Linked DNA regions of Bombyx mori: region 2 is linked to region 1. Evidence: chromatin contacts called from public Hi-C data. All regions are on one chromosome and are shown on one strand. Each heading gives the region's core, a stretch centred on a gene start, on an enhancer-like site or on the middle of the called end of the contact. The rest is flanking DNA. Distances are from core to core; before and after follow the strand shown.

Region 1 (4,875 bases), core at 1,589-4,088:
TAGAGAGATTAATATGTGTTATTTGACAATTTTTATGTAATACAATTGATTAATCAAAAATACTCGATAAATGGTGCAAAAATATTAGACTCCAGGCTTTTTTTATTATTTTAATGACAAAACAAAGTCTCCCACAATCGCTACTGATGCATAGATATTTCTGAACAACTGAAAACGCAATATGCATTAGTTAAGACGCTTGTCACGGAACGTAACTTTTGTGCAATGAGTCTGGCAACACGGTCTTAAGAAAAAACACTTGTCAAATAATATGTGAAGCGAACCGGTTGTAGTTTTTTAGTTTTACATAAGTTAATATTGTAAATGTGCTAAATACACGGTCATACGGAAGAAAATGTCGTATTAATCGATAGCAAGTATTTTCCCCCAAGATCCGTCACAACGCTTGTACTCCGAAAAAGCAATTCCGTGACTCGCTGGCGCACCTGATACCTTTTAGTTGTGAGGCCATCATCAAGAGAGAACGTAACTTTATCTCACATCTCACACATTAACGTTTGTCACGAAAATAGCAATCGTCGCTTTATCAAAGGATATATGAACAATTACCTTGAGCAGCTCCAAGCAAATCTACATGTTGTTTGGTATTCAAGAATCTACCCTAGTACACAACAAATGTTCACGATTGACTTCCACGGTGAAGGAATAACATCGTGTAATAAAAATCAAACCCGCAAAATTATAATTTGCGTAATTACTGGTGGTAGGACCTCTTGTGAGATCGAGCGGGTAGGTACCACCACCCTGCTATTTCTGCCGTGAAGCAGTAATGCGTTTCGGTTTGAAGGGAGGGGCAGTCGTTGTAACTATACTTGAGACCTTAGAACTTATATCTCAAGGTGGGTGGCGCATTTACGTCGTAGATGTCCATGGGCTCCAGTAACCACTTAACATCAGGTGGACTTTGTCCAAGTTATCTGTTATAGTAAGTTAAATTATAGTACATCTCACACTTGGAGATGGGTAAAAACCACTTTAAGAGGGAATCCAAGAGAGGGTCCCAGCTGGGCTGGGCAGAATTTTGCTCACTAAGTGGAATCTCTTCGTCACCCATCCGACAGTGCCTGATAACAAGAGCTTTCAACCAGTGCGTCATATGGCTTATGACTTAGAGAGCCAAGACGTGGACATTCAAAGTTCTGCTATTCCGTCAGCTCCAGGTCGCTCAACGAGTCATGGAAAGAGCCATGCTCGAAGATTCTCTAAAGGGATAAATCAGGTACATTTATTTTATATCTATTATTAGATAATGAAGAAAAATTTACATTTATACAATCAATAGGTATACATATAAACTTAAAACACTATATCACTTACATACCAATTCGATGTTTAGGAATATAATAGTTACATTAGAAGATGCGTAGCGATATTACTGCATCCCAGGTGGTAGAGAAGCATAAGAATTCCTCAGAGAGTAGCAGCAGCTTAACCTCCGCTATTAAGACTAATCCGGCCTAACATTTAATTCAAACAATGATATTTGTTCGGAAGTGCCGCCACAAACACACCTACTGTTCTTTTTATTGTTGACAATTCCAAAATTATAATCTCTATGCTGCTCTATAATGGTGCTCTATAATCGCGGATACTTCCATACGGACAGATAGCAGCAGTAGTAAAGAAGTATCGATAGTAGATTTACAAATATAATACTCGTACTTTAATATCTCTCATCCCCTTTACGAATAAACTTCAATTCTCAATACTCTTACTCTACAATTCTCACTGGTGGTAGGACCTCTTGTGAGTCCGCGCGGGTAGGTACCACCGCCCCGCCTATTTCTGCCGTGAAGCAGTAATGCGTTTCGGTCTGAAGGGTAGGGCAGCCGTTGCAACTATACTGAGATCTTAGAACTTATATCTCAAGGTGGGTGACGCATTTACGTTGTAGATGTCTATGGGCTCCAGTAACCCCTTAACACCAGGTGGGCTGTGAGCTCGTTCGCCCATCTAAGCAATAAAAAAAAAATATAATAATAATAATACAGTGACACTCACCGAAGAAACCAATATTGTTCCCATTGCTTCAGACTATGAGACGACTACGTAGTGACTTAACAAAAATCGAGTATTGCTAAGTTTACTGCCCTATATCTCAAAAATTTTAAGTCTAGTTTTCCAATGGCTGATGGCCACTGGTAGCTTTGATAAAATATAGCATAAAAATGCAATATATTATACAATAAGATAGGAAAAGATAGAGTACTTAAATACGCCAAACAGTAAAATCGAATTAATCATTATATTCCTTATTACATGTGCGTGTTCCATTTTGAATTACAAAAACAATTTTTTAGGATGTTTTTGAGCAATACAGCTACTAATTGAATTTAAAACAAGTAGTGGGCTTAGAATAGCTAGCTTAGAAAAGATTCAAGCCATTTTTTCATTGTGAGCAACCACCTCTGAATAAAAAGAATCCGACACAATTCATTTAATTGTCTTCAAGTATGCGATTTGAAAATCAATATGAACCTCTGACTGCCGACGACTGGAACTTGGAGAAGTATGTAAAAGTCTAAATGCCATACAAGGTTTTGTTGACAGTAGGCTGCAGCGTTATCAGGAGGTATCAGCACGCCGACTCAGTCCCCCTTCCATCGGTTCAAGCCACGCCCTCAGACTTAAGCAGTTCTCGTCTTAAATTTCAACGAGGCTTCGCACTTAACGAATTTTAGCGTAATTTTTAAATTATGTAACGACTTACCAGAAAAGGTGATATCCCATGTTGGGCGCCATTTAGCGCGTGGATGTAACGCGGTAGAAGACAGAAGCGCGGTGTGTTACCGCGGCGGCGAACGGCGCACGACTGCCGCGAGCGCGACGCGGCGCTTGCGTGCGATAACTCGACGCATGCTCAAAACTACCCTCTATTTGTTTTGCTCAGAAACGGACCTTAAAATCCGTAGAAGACGAAATTACACTCCCTCGTGTAGATACCGCGCGTAGCAGAGCATTCCAATGAGCGTTGGGATAGCACGCTGATTTATTAGCCACTTTTATTCAAGTCAGCAACGCTGGATGTGTATTACGATTGTTCAGATATAGAGCGCTTGACATCCAATTTAAATGTCATTAAACAAAAACGAAAATGGTGAAAAATTAAATGTACTATTGTTAAGCTAATAATGTAATTGGTAACAAAACCTAGGTAGCATATGCGTTTTTTGATAGCTTCATTTAACTTAACTTTTTTTGTCACTGTATAACAGATTGTATGTTTGATGTTTGTCAAGAGAAGACAACACTCACAAAGAATAAAATGTTCAAACATTATGTCTCACTTACTCCTAAAACCATAGCTAGAACTAGATAACAATTGTAAACTTAATCTTAACTATCATTTATCCCGGTGAAATTATCAAAGTGAATATACAGAGATTGTTGACTAAAGTTATTCAAAATTATATAATCACGTACGCTGCTAGCTGAGAATGCCTAATCTCTTAAAGCCGACCCTCTACTTAAAGCTCCTACTCACGTTTCAAACGTATTTATCATTTTGATAGTTACAATTTAAAGAGAAAAGTACAAGTTTTTACGTAACTCATATTTTATTCTCATGAGTTATGCTAGTCTGTTGGACAATGAAACATCTTTTTTGACAGTTTAAATTTTATTCCCAATTTTCTACATAATATGTTTTTTAACAGAGTAAATTATAAATCTAACTGCAATTTCTAACTGGATTATACTAGTCTTTATTCTAAGTTTTATAAATTAATCAACACAGAATATTACTTTTAAATCTGCTATTAAAATAAGACTTATTGCAAACATCTGTATTCAGGTACCTACCACCATCTGGCTATTTCATTCTGGCTAACGGCGAAGAAGTCTTTAAAGCCTAAGGAATGGGAAAGCTGCATCACAATAGATATGAGACTTACATAACGCGCTAATAATTACGCAAACTATTTCTTTTGCGTGTTTGATTTTTGTTACACAATGCCCGTCCAAGTCTGTGGTGTATATTCGTTACGAAAGTATGAAAAATTGATAGCTGCATGCGAGAGCTCAAAACCGGCATAGGCAGTGGTGAATTTACACTAAGGGCTGTCGGGGCAAGTGCCCAGGGCGGCAAATTTTTTAGGGCGGCAAAATTTTGAAAGTGAATATTTAATTGATTTAATTCAATTCATCCATTATTTGTGAATTATAATTTTGGCACTTTTGATAAATGATTTGATGACGATTAAATGAATTTGGTTTAATCAATTTATTTCCTTGGAGATTTAAAATAATAATCGATTTTTTTATTTACCAGAATTAAAGAAATTTAATTATTTTTTTCATGTCAGCCTTAGTGAGTCAGCTTTAGTGCCAAATTCATAATTGTTAAAAAAACATATACATATTTTTGGAATATATAACATATTATAATAAGGTTTCTAGTAAAGTTGAAGAAGAAAATATATAAACTATAAGTTAAAGTAAAATTTCAGTATTGGGGCAGATTTTTTTCCGGTGCCCAGGAGCAGCATTAATTTTAAATCCGACCTTGGCCATAGGTGTATCATTAAGCTTTTTTTATGGAGAGACCTCCATCAAGACTGGCCTGACAGCAAGACTGCTGTAAATCCAGAGTCTTCCGCTTTTCACCAGGTTGGGTAGGCGAGCTCAAGGGGCAGCTTGAAAGGGAAATGGTTCGCAAACCACGGCTTCGGAAAAGAATCAATCAAAGAATTGGAATCCCAACTCGCTAAACAGTTAATGAGCGAGAAATTCAGCGGCCTGAAGCTGCTATAGCGCTAAGCATTCAACAGTACCGAAACGGTATCAGGTGGACCCAGAGCACTTTCTAGACACTTCTAGAGTGATAACAGTAAGTCTCTGCTACTAGATGAGCTG
Region 2 (4,875 bases), core at 1,036-3,535, 120 kb before region 1:
CCTCATTTGCTTTACAAAACTACGCTAGAGGAAGTGTCCCTCAGAATCGATGTTTTGTTCACGCAATTTATTTTCACGTTCTATCGATGTTTGTGTTTTTGGAACGAAGTTCCTTATCGCGCGTTGTGAAAGGGGACTAGACGGAAAAAATTCTTACGAAAAGTTGTCACGACACTTTTTAGATCCGTCATTCTGACCAATCAACGTGTAGGCGCTTATCGCGTGACATTGCTCGTATCCGATTGGTCCGCGTATTCTCGAGATAGCGTTTCAACAATAGTAATTTAGTTCATAGTATTGTTTTTTTCTTCTTCATAATGCCGTAATTTATTATTATAACTTTAAAAAAAAATTACAATTCCTTCACTAATTAATCGAAAGGAACTTCGTTCCATCCGGGTGTCCCTTGACACCTCTGAAGTTTTTTATTTACGTGCCGCTCTAGACGTCAGTCTTGTGCTTTGGTGTTTTGATATTGACACGAGAGATGATGGATTTCCGGAATCCATCATTTCTGGTTGAGAATATAAAACTGGCGAATTGAGTATTGGATGTCGCTGCCGAGACAAAGTCTTGTTTGCGTTGGTCGTAATAATTATTTTAAAAGCTTTAAAGCTGTTGATTAAAATACGTTGATTTTGTCTTGTGTGCGTCGATTGAAAATTTCACACAAACTTTAAAGTTCTGGCTTGTTGTTTATCAAAGAATTTAATTCTACTGGTGGTAGAACCTCTTGTGAGTCTGTGCAGGTAGGTACCACCGCCCTGCCTATTTCTGCCGTGAAGCAGTAATGCGTTTCGGTTTGAAGGGTGGGGCAGCCGTTGAAACTATACTTGAGACCTTAGAACTGTTATCTCAAGATGGGTGGCGCATTTACATCGTAGATGTCTATGGGCTCCAGTAACCACTTAACACCAGGTGGGCTGTGAGCTCGTCCACTCATATAAGCAATAAAAAAATTGATAAGTTTTTGTGAAGTTTCGGCTGAATTCAGTTAAAAAAATGAGGCATGATTTAAAATGGCATTTGGAGAATTTGTATCGTCGAGGGACGTTGACGAGCTCGCCCTGCGCAGGTTCGACTGGTGCGGGTGCTCGCCGCCGCACGCCATGCGGGGCCGCACGCCGCAGCAGGCGCCGCGCCCGCAGCACGCCCGCCCCGACTACGGTCAGTGCCGCACGCACCACGCCGCCAGCGACATCTGTCGCCCGCGGACTTAACGACTAACCGATGTGACGACACACGTGCTCTCTCACCCTCCGCCACTACTCACACTATCCAACTGTGAACACGGTGTGGTCCCCGCGCGACACTCGCACACTGCCACTCATCCCTTACTAACGCTGCCGACCCGCGCCCGCCCAGCCGACGTAGGACTTGGCTAGATCGACCTCTGCGTGTCTGATTAACGCAATTCATAGACAAACCGAAGAAACGTTTCACTCCCTAAAACTATATTTAGAAGGGCTAACTGTATAACTGCACCGATCATTTAAACGACATAACATTACTTACAGCTTGACCCCCCCGAACCGCATGCTTTTATATCTAAAACGTCATTTGAACGCAACATTTGGAGTTGATGTACTTATTCGGTTTCAGAAGTGTCTGGTAGTAGGGCACGGTGGTGGGCCGCGTCGTCTGCTGACGATCCGAGTTTGTAATTGTTGTGTGTGTTACGAAGAGGACGTAGGCCATGCATGTAGCTCCCGAGCGGAGGGGCCCGCCCCCCTAGCTTGTAAGTTAGCGTTAGTATAGCTTAGCCTCTAAAAGGCCTGTGTTGTGTGTTTATAGATTATGATTACGACTATTACGGATACGGTGATTACCGAGGTGGCTACAATGAGCCGTTTTACCGGTACGATGAGTTCTATTTTGATTACGCGGGGCCGCCGCAACCGTCCGCCGTCCGCCAGCCTCCCAACAGACCGCAGCCGGTGGGTCCCCACACACACTCACTAATGTTATCACTTATTTACTAGTCACTAGTCGCTCCTCGCTCTACTCATCATTGTTCTATTGATTTATTTTTTTTGAGTTGCCAAATTTTTATCATCAATAGTTTAATTTTTTTCTTTTTAATGATTTTGTTGAATCCTGTCCTCGAATGGAGTTAGTGACTCGGTAAAACGGTAGTGTGTAGGCCTGACGGTGGTGATTATACTAAGGCGGACGGACGTGCTCGCGGGGGCCGCGGGGGGCCACCATCAGGTCTATATGGCTGAGGCCGCTCCGACTAACACGCCCGTCTCCCCTAGCGCTTCGTGTCCGTTGACATTCCTCGTTGGCACCGCTTATCATCTCGCCGCGCTTGTCACCACCATGTAGTAGTGCTTTGCTTTGTAAGTGACCCCCCCAGCGTCTCCGTCGCTCGGAACGCTTGAATAACACTAGTAATGTTGTTGCAACGTTTGTATTAAGAAGACTTACTGACCCGCTTGGTGAATGCCTCACTCAGGACGACGAGCTCGGCCTAGGAGCCAACTCACTTTACTACGACCTAACCGGAGGCACTCAGGTACCGACAGAACTGAATTATTCCAAATTTCTTATTATTCTAATTTTTTATTATTATAACTTAGACTAGCGTTCGGGGAACTTTTTTAATTATTAGCCCAAAATATTTTTGTGTAAGTTAATATTACCCTGTGGCAAAGAACAAAAAAAACGCAATCGCTTCTTTTTAGCATCTTTCATATTATAGACCCCATGATAATTATTAAAAAAAATATTATTTTTTCGTTTCATTTTATTTCGTTTCATCGAGTTTGAAATCACGATTCTAAAGAAGTTTCACTTCAATATATACTTTCTACTCACAAAAGCTTCATTTTTACCCCCCAAAATTTCATTTTATCTCATTTGGGGTAATTTACCCCGGTTCCCCGACCGCTGACTTAGACGAATGTTTTATATGTTCCATAGATTGGTAGATTATGTAAACTAAATAGTTGCATAGAAATAGGTACCTGATTGTTTCGTTCAACCGTTTTTTTTCTTGTAAAAGTATTTGGTAGTTTTTTTTTATTCTGGTAACGATATTGTGTTGCCATGTTTAGTAATTTTTTTTAGTAGTTATAATTGGAATTTGGTGCTAAGTATCTAGAAGGAATTACACAGACACGGACTTAGCGACGATTAGCGTGAAACTTATTACGCTACGGCATGTTGTAGAGAGAGCATGTAATATTTTTGAGGAAACTGCCGAGAATATCCAATAATCTTAAAAGTAGATGCCTTTACAGGATTCTTGGAACTGAATTCTGGCAACACTTTTACTAACGAAAAAAATGTCTGAGGTTTTTGTCCACTCGCGCGATTCAGATAAATGTGTGTGTAAATGCTTGCAAAATTATGGCAGAAAATGTCGTAATTGTTGATGTGTGACCGCTTAATTTGCGTAATGATCTATAGCACTACTGTTATCGGTCGTTTTAAATATCACTAACTAACATACAGGGTGTTGTAACTTTACGCATTAACGAAGAGTCCCTTCCCTTCATCTCACACATTTGTTTTATCTGACACTTATCACACGCTTTATTATCAATGAACGCAATAATATATAATATTACCGTACACTATACAAAGTTTAAGAGTGCGGGTTACTAACAAGCCTGGTTTTGGACCGATAATTAAATTTGCGAAGACTATTATCGTTGCCAGCCGAAAGTCGACATTAAAAATGCAGTTAGTGTTGCCGTATTTATTTTTATTTTCGTATTATAGGAATGTAACCGTTAAGTAGATAATAGATTAAAATGCGTATTTTAATTAGATAGAAGGTATTTGAATATTTTTAGACGATGCCGACCATTTTGCGTTACGTATGCGGGTAGCTGGTGATTTTGATGTCGCGATTGGAACGTCACTTGTGAATGAGGCTTTACAGAACATATAAGAGTTTGTTTACTTAAAAAAAGTAGGGTACAATAGTACTATAGTATCGGTGACTCTACAACGCCTCTAAATAAAATATATCTGAATCGAATATATAAAATTCTCGTGTCGCGGTGTTTGTTGCCAAACTCCTCCGAAGTGGCTCAACCGATTCTCATGAAATTTTGTGGGCATATCGGATAGGTCTGAGAATTGATCAACATCTATTTTTCACACCCCTAAATGTTAAGATGGTCCACACAAAAAAATTATCCCAAAAATAATTTATAGGTTTGGCAAAACAAGGTTTGCCGGGTCAGCTAGTAATTCTAAAAAGTTCAAAGACGCAATGAGAACCATCATATATCTCGTCGTATATTTAGTACCTATAACTAAATTAAGGACTTTATTAATGAATTACCAGAAGGGGGGGAATGTGGTTTTGGTTCAACTTCCAGCTCGCTCCTGACTCTATAAGCCATTATACGGTTCAACGGGATGTCGGACTTATACAATAAATAGCTTATACTCTTAACGAAACTCGAGGAGCAAACTATTTATTACTTTGAATAGTATTTCTTGATGATGCTCATTAACGATTTCGTTTATTATTGAATTTTACTCATGAGTGTTGAGTTGTTCAGTTCTTCGTTATATTTTCAAAAACATACTCTATGGTTATTTCATAAATAACTTGTCTCTGACCAAATTTTTCGGTAATGTGCGGTTTTGTTATGAACACATTCGCCATTACATTATGATTATTGTACAGACTTTTTATTATTTTCAGCTAAGGAAAGATTTCAAAAAGTAAAGTTTGATCTAAAAATCCTTTCTGCAATCTTTTACGGGTCCATGTTGCTCGATAACTTAGTTCAACAAGGAAACTATCCGTTTTAAAGTTCGCCTACAAAATGCTGTTTTAACCGAATGCTTGCCAAATTGTCCCTAATATTTTATTGGTCGTCCTTGTTTTTTTTTATTGCCCGAGCAGGC

What was found. A called contact is a pair of places that touch in the nucleus more often than the background predicts.
Region 2: a Hi-C map of middle silk gland shows a contact between it and region 1, with 1.6 times the contacts expected there. The contact joins the enhancer-like site here to the promoter of LOC101742530 in region 1. A contact is called at or near these places in 2 of 7 Hi-C or Micro-C datasets (middle silk gland and midgut).

The regions. Positions count from the first base shown.
Region 1 is chr6:13,732,026-13,736,900 of ASM3026992v2, reverse strand. LOC101742530 (cubilin) reads right to left here and starts at 2,838. Exons shown (of 17, transcript XM_038011587.2): 1 at 2,732-2,838.
Region 2 is chr6:13,854,626-13,859,500 of ASM3026992v2, reverse strand. It overlaps LOC101735454 (heterogeneous nuclear ribonucleoprotein Q), which reads left to right. Exons shown (of 15, transcript XM_062669163.1): 11 at 1,076-1,167; 12 at 1,795-1,937; 13 at 2,459-2,518. Among protein-coding and RNA genes, the nearest start is that of LOC134199069, 12 kb to the right of the region's middle. Within about 2 kb of position 2,285, at least 4 of the 8 cell types and tissues checked have open chromatin away from gene starts, as enhancers often do.